Linked DNA regions of Mus musculus: region 2 is linked to region 1. The links are chromatin contacts, called in public HiChIP or PLAC-seq maps. All regions are on one chromosome and are shown on one strand. The core of a region is the stretch at or near the end of the contact, and the rest is flanking DNA. Distances in the headings are between cores, read along the strand shown. Region 1 overlaps Gm40892. Region 2 has its middle 58 kb from the start of Gm34869.

Evidence for each region. HiChIP or PLAC-seq counts read pairs in DNA pulled down with a chosen protein or histone mark.
Region 2: a contact with region 1 is called in an H3K27ac HiChIP or PLAC-seq map of large pre-B cells, with 2.5 times the contacts expected there. The contact joins two enhancer-like sites. A contact is called at or near these places in 1 of 15 datasets of contacts at CTCF or cohesin (pro-B cells) and 1 of 115 datasets of contacts at active chromatin or transcription factors (large pre-B cells).

What each region holds. Positions count from the first base shown.
Region 1 is chr12:92,881,042-92,883,980 of GRCm38.p6, forward strand. It overlaps Gm40892, which reads right to left. Exons shown (of 4, transcript XM_030247051.1): 4 at 2,677-2,939. Among named protein-coding and RNA genes, the nearest start is that of Gm40892, 12 kb to the right of the region's middle. Within about 2 kb of position 1,405, at least 18 of the 459 cell types and tissues checked have an H3K27ac peak or open chromatin away from gene starts, as enhancers often do. A contact at or near this core is called in pro-B cells, where this site is marked.
Region 2 is chr12:93,151,356-93,154,294 of GRCm38.p6, forward strand. No RefSeq gene overlaps it. Among named protein-coding and RNA genes, the nearest start is that of Gm34869, 58 kb to the right of the region's middle. Within about 2 kb of position 1,431, at least 4 of the 459 cell types and tissues checked have an H3K27ac peak or open chromatin away from gene starts, as enhancers often do. A contact at or near this core is called in pro-B cells, where this site is marked.

The sequences.
Region 1 (2,939 bases), core at 155-2,654:
TGTACTCTTTGGTTGGTGGTTTAGTCTTTGGGAGCTTGAGAGGATCTGGTTTGCTGATATTGTTGTTCATATATATTGTTTAAGGTTTTCCTTGCTTATTTGCTGTAAAAAGGTAATTAGTTGAGTGATTTCTTCAGTATGAAAAAAAACTGCACAAATATGCCATATTGTATTGAGTAAAGACTATTCTACTTTATATCGAAAGATAACAAGAAATAGCAATGACTGTATACAGCAAGGCTGTAACATGAGCAACAAGAATGTAATTAGTTAAGCATAAATTGAAGGCTCATGAGGGCTGTAGTTGGGTAGGTCCTTGATGTACATGTGAAAATATATGATATATACTTTCAGGAAAAATTACAAAATATATCACATAGACATATATTTATAAATGTTCATGGTAAGGTTTGTCAACATCAAAAGCATTTAATAAGCACCTACTATAAGAATCATTTTGGGTGTCTTATCTATATTTATGCATAAATCTCAAGCAAAAATAATATATTTTAAGGAAGAATAAAGTGTCCACACATTGGTCTTCCTTTTTCTTGATTTTCTTGTGTTTTGCAAATTGTATCTTGGGTATTCTAAGTTTCTGGGCTATTATCCACTTATCAGTGAGTGTATATCTACTGATTTCTTTAGTTACAGAGACAAAATTTGGAGATAAGACGAAAGGATGGATCATCCCGACACTACGCCACCTAGGGATCCATCGCATAATCAGCCACCAAACCTAGACACTATTACATATGCCAGCAAGATTTGGCTGAAAGGACCCTGATATAGCTGTCTCATGTGAGGCTATGCCAGTGCCTAGTAAATACAGAAGTGGATGCTCACAGTCATCTATAGGATGGAACACAGGGCCCCCAGTGGAGGAGCTAGAGAAAGTACCCAAGGAGCTGAAGAGGTCTGCAACCCTGTAGGTGGATCAACAATATGAACTAACCAGTACCCCCAGAGCTCGTGTCTCTAGCTGCATATGTAGCAGAAGATGGCCTAGTTGGCCATCATTGGAAAGAGAGACCCTAGGTCTTGCAAACTTCATACACCCCAGTACAGGGGAATGCCAGGACCAAGAAGTGGGAGAGGGTGGGTAGGGGAACAGGGTGGGGGAAAGGTATAGGGAACTTTAGGGATAGCATTTGAAATGTAACTAAAGAAAACATCTAATAAAAAATAATATATTTTATCTTCATGGTATACAATAAGAAAAAAGAAGGCCGATCCAGAGACTGCCCCACCTAGGGATCCATCCCATCGTCAGGTACTAACCCCAAACACTATTGCTGATGCCAAGAAGCACTTGCTGACAGGAGCCTGGTATAAGAGTCCCCCAAGAGGCTCTGCTAGATACTGACCAATACATGTGCAGATGCACTCAGCCAACCATGGGACTGAGCATGGGGATCTCAGAGGAAGAGTTAGGGGAAGGACTGAAGGAGCTGAAGGGAATTGCAACCCCATAGAGAGAACAATAAGATCCAATAATTGCCGCAGTCGGCCGACCTGAGGGTCACCGGGGTCTGCGGGGGGACCCTCTGAAAAGTGAAGGATAAGTGACGAGCGGAGACGGGATGGCGAACAGACACAAACACACGAGAGGTGAATGTTAGGACTGTTGCAAGTTTACTCAAAAAATCAGCACTCTTTTATATCATGGTTTACATAAGCATTTACATAAGACTTGGATAGATGTCAACAGAACATAGAAGGTTAGAACACTCAGAGCTTAGATCAAAACATTTGATACCAAACCAAGTCAGGAAACCACTTGTCTCACATCCTTGTTTTAAGAACAGTTTGTGACCATGAACTTACTTAAACCTTGGGAACCGCAAGGTTGGGCCCATAAAGATTATCCATTATAACTCATGCCAAAAGTATCTGCAGAAATATGTTCTAATAGTCTAGCCACTGCCCCCTCCTTGGTATAATGAAAAATCTTCCCCCAAACGTTCATTCCTGTTCCTAGATAAATATAATCATGTACCTGTTGTTTCATGTCGTCTTTTTCTTCCTGAGTTAACACACACCAAGGAGGTCTAGCTCTGGCGAGTCTTTCACGAAAGGGGAGGGATCTGTATAACACTTTATAGCCATTGACTGTGACCCACCTATTAAAATTTAAGTCATATCTTCCTGTATATGGTAACGGGGCATCTGTTGGTCTGTAGATGTAAGGTCCCCTATAAGTCCCTGGTTGCCACCACCTGTCTCCTATTTTGACAAACACACTCCTTTTTCCTTTTTTTACTTCTAGGCCTGTGGCCGATAGTCCTTGCACCTGTTCTTTGACTGCGGTTGAGCGTCTCTTTCTATTTTCTATTCCCATTTCTAACCTTTGAATTTGAGTAAAAATAGTACTAAAAGGTAACGATTCATTTCTTAACATAGTGATTAATAATCGACCTATTGGATTGGTCTTATTGGTAAAAATATAATTTTTAGCAAGCATTCTTATTTCTATTTCTGAAGGATAAAATCGGTGTGGCTTGTAAGAGGAAGTTGGCTGTGGTCCTTGCCCCAGGAGGAAGGTCGAGTTCTCCGAATTGTTTAGATTGTAATCTTGCACAGAAGAGCTATTAAAAGAGTCAAGGGTGAGAGCCCTGCGAGCACGAACCGCAACTTCCCCCAATAGCCCCAGGCAAAGCAGAGCTATGCCAAGTTTGCAGCAGAGAATGAGTATGTCTTTGTCTGATGGGCTCATCCGCGTGCACGCAGACGGGTCGTCCTTGGTGGGAAACAACCCCTTGGCTGCTTCTCTCCTAAGTGTAGGACACTCTCGGGAGTTCAACCATTTCTGCTGCAGGCGCGGCATTTCCCCCTTTTTTCTTTTTTAAAAGAAGCACGTTAAGATCTGACTGCACCTGGTCAAGGCTCTTCGCAAAGCACTGGAAGACAATGGGGAAAATCATAAGTACTATGACCAA
Region 2 (2,939 bases), core at 181-2,680, 270 kb after region 1:
TAACTATCATAACTTATCTCTCTCCTCATTATAATTAATATTTTCCTGTTCCATCATAAATGCCACAAAACTGCCACATGAAACCTAAGCAATGCTATGGCTCAAACAACAAAGAGGACAGGGCAGCTTAATGCATTTTATCATTTTATAGGAGGCAAATTAAAGTGAATAAGTACTGTGCATCGTAAAAAGAACTGTATTTTTTAAAAGCAAAAAAGAGAGTCACTAATAAAAATGAAGGCTTTCCTATTTCAGTCAATCCCCTGCAGAGAAAGAGAGCAGAAGCAGCGAAGGAAGCTGAGGGGCTGTGGACTCCGTGCCAGGGATCAGGTACAGCTGCGTAGCTGTTGCTTTCAGCATCCCCTTAGAAGCATGGTGGGGAAATAAACCAGGATGGAACAGCTAAAAGCCACACTGGGGACTGTGTTAGCCTGCAGAAGAATAAGGAGAAGAAAGGCTTAAAGCTGTTCATGTTCGTTGCAAAAAAATGTGATGTACCTGCAACCGAGGCTCTGTCCCCGAGCTGATAATCTCTCAGTTGACTTCCTGAGAGCCCAGAGTTCTGTGACTGTTAGAAACACTGAGGCAATCCCAGTAAAAATCACCTTTCTAGCAGTTTATCTGTAAAGAAGTAATTAGCTACAAGCGGTTCCCTGTCAGTGACTGCACAAAAGGCACTGGCTTCTTCCTGCAGAGAGTTTCCCACTGTAGTAACATTGCGACATTATAGAGATCTCAAAAACATGATCAAGATGTCAGTTTGAGGTAATTTAGCATTTTTCCCTCCAGCTGCAGATTCCTGGGAACTGTCTTTAGTGTGAAGACATCTGCGAGATTGTGCTCATAAAAGAAAGAGGCATGGGTGCTCTTTTACTGTCATGAATTCTCAGATGCTGGGTCAACTTGCTCCATTCCATAAAAGATGTAAAAAGATGGAGATACTCTTCTGGAGAAGAAAAAAAGTCCAGGTCATGTAGCTGCTGCATATTTCATATTAGTGAGGTTTTGTTTTGTTTCTTGATTTTTTTTTTTTTTTGAGAATATTAACTGATTAAAAAGGGAACACATGAAGAAAAGATGCAGCAAACAAGGAAGGGCATACATAGGTATATCAGGAGAGGAATGCAGTGCAACCGTGTCTTCGAGAAATACAAACCAAATTACAATGCACTTGATACTGAGGGGAAAAAAATGTTCTTTTTTTTCTTAAGGAAGTGCACATTTTCCTAAACAACAGTAAAATTTGGAATCAGATGGGATGAAGTGTGTGTGTGTGTGTGTATGAATGTTTCAGACATTGGCATTTAAAAATAATACTATATGTTCATGAGCAAAATTAGAGTGAGAAATTTTCTCCTTCGAAAGAGAAACGAATTGGCTATCATATATGAACAGATGAGCAGGTGTTAGCTTTCCGCATGTAATTTCCTGTGTGGCCAGCAGGAGGTGCACCTGCACAAAGAGCTCCATAACCAATACGCTCTCTACTGTGAACCTATAAATCAGTTTTGGTAGTTGGCTGAATTATGCCCTTACTCATGTAAGGATACTTTTGCTTGAAACTATTCTTTCTCATATTTCTGGCACTCTCTCTTATTTATGGGCATGCTGGAATCTGGCCAAAGCTTTTCCCCTAGGTAAAATGACAACATCTTAATTAGGAATGTTTGGTCTGTGGCTTGTGTTGCCAAAGAGCGGCCCCATTGTTCTAATGCACAGACATTTATCATGAGCCTGCTCCCCATGCCCACAGCCCAGCAGTAGAGCCACAAAGCTGGAGAGCAACGAATCATTTTATGGATTCCAGCATTTGTCCAGTTGTGTGGAAAATGGCAAATTATACTCTACCTAATTTTATCTATGTCATAATTCAAGTGGTCTTCCTAGTTCCTATAAGTGTTATAGTGGAGGATAAATATATTTAAATTAAACACTATATTTTTAGAAGAAGTAGTTTGCAACTACTACATAAACACAAAATAACGCCAATGTTCTTAGATTGGGCCATGCATTATAATTTTGAAGTAGACAAATGTACAGTTTGATGCCAACTAACTTCTTTAAAATGTGACAAGATTATAAATTAGTTATGGGATAAGCTTGGAGCCATGATCAAGTCATTTTTGAGGCTTCATAAAATGCATACTGTGTGCACAAGATGTCCATGTGAACGTAGGGCTTTTTAGTGTAGTTCAGTTGTAAAGTGAATATTTGACAAGTACAGACTAAATGCCCAATCAATGCAACAGCATCAACGAAACAATCATACTAAAGACATATTTGTGGATGCACCATAAATAGAAGATAGACGAACAGAACCCTGCAAAACTGCTAAATATTATAACAAAATATCAGAGGAGAAAAAAAATCTTATCCATAGATTTTAGAGAAGCTTGTAGGATGCCATCTCTCCAATTGGTTTAGTTTCTGAACTAACAATTTCAGTTTCTAAAACTAATCAGAACATGGTCTAAGGTGGCATTTAGTAGATTATTGCAAAAAAGGAATGGATGTTAGCTGCATTTTGTTTCTGAGATCAAACTCCTGGCAGCCTTAAGAGAGAAAAGATTATTATTTTTTTGCTCACAGTTCTACAGGGTTTAGTCAGTCCATGGACACTTGGTTTCTCATGATTGGACAGACTGTCATGGCTGTTGGAGCATTCGTAATGTGACAGCTGCTGATGTCATACTCAGCCAGAAAAACAGAAGGTAAGGAAGGATAAGGACAGGGGTAATAACACCTTGTAGACTGGCCCCCAGTGACATTCTACCTTCACCTAAGCCACACGCCCTAAAGTTTTTGCAATCTCCCCATCCCCAAAAGCAGCATTATTAACCACCAAACTTTTAAAACACAAGGTCATGTGACAGGGTACTGTGAAAACATGAAACTAAGTATAAGGGAAGAAACGACAATTTCTAATGCTGATATAGCTA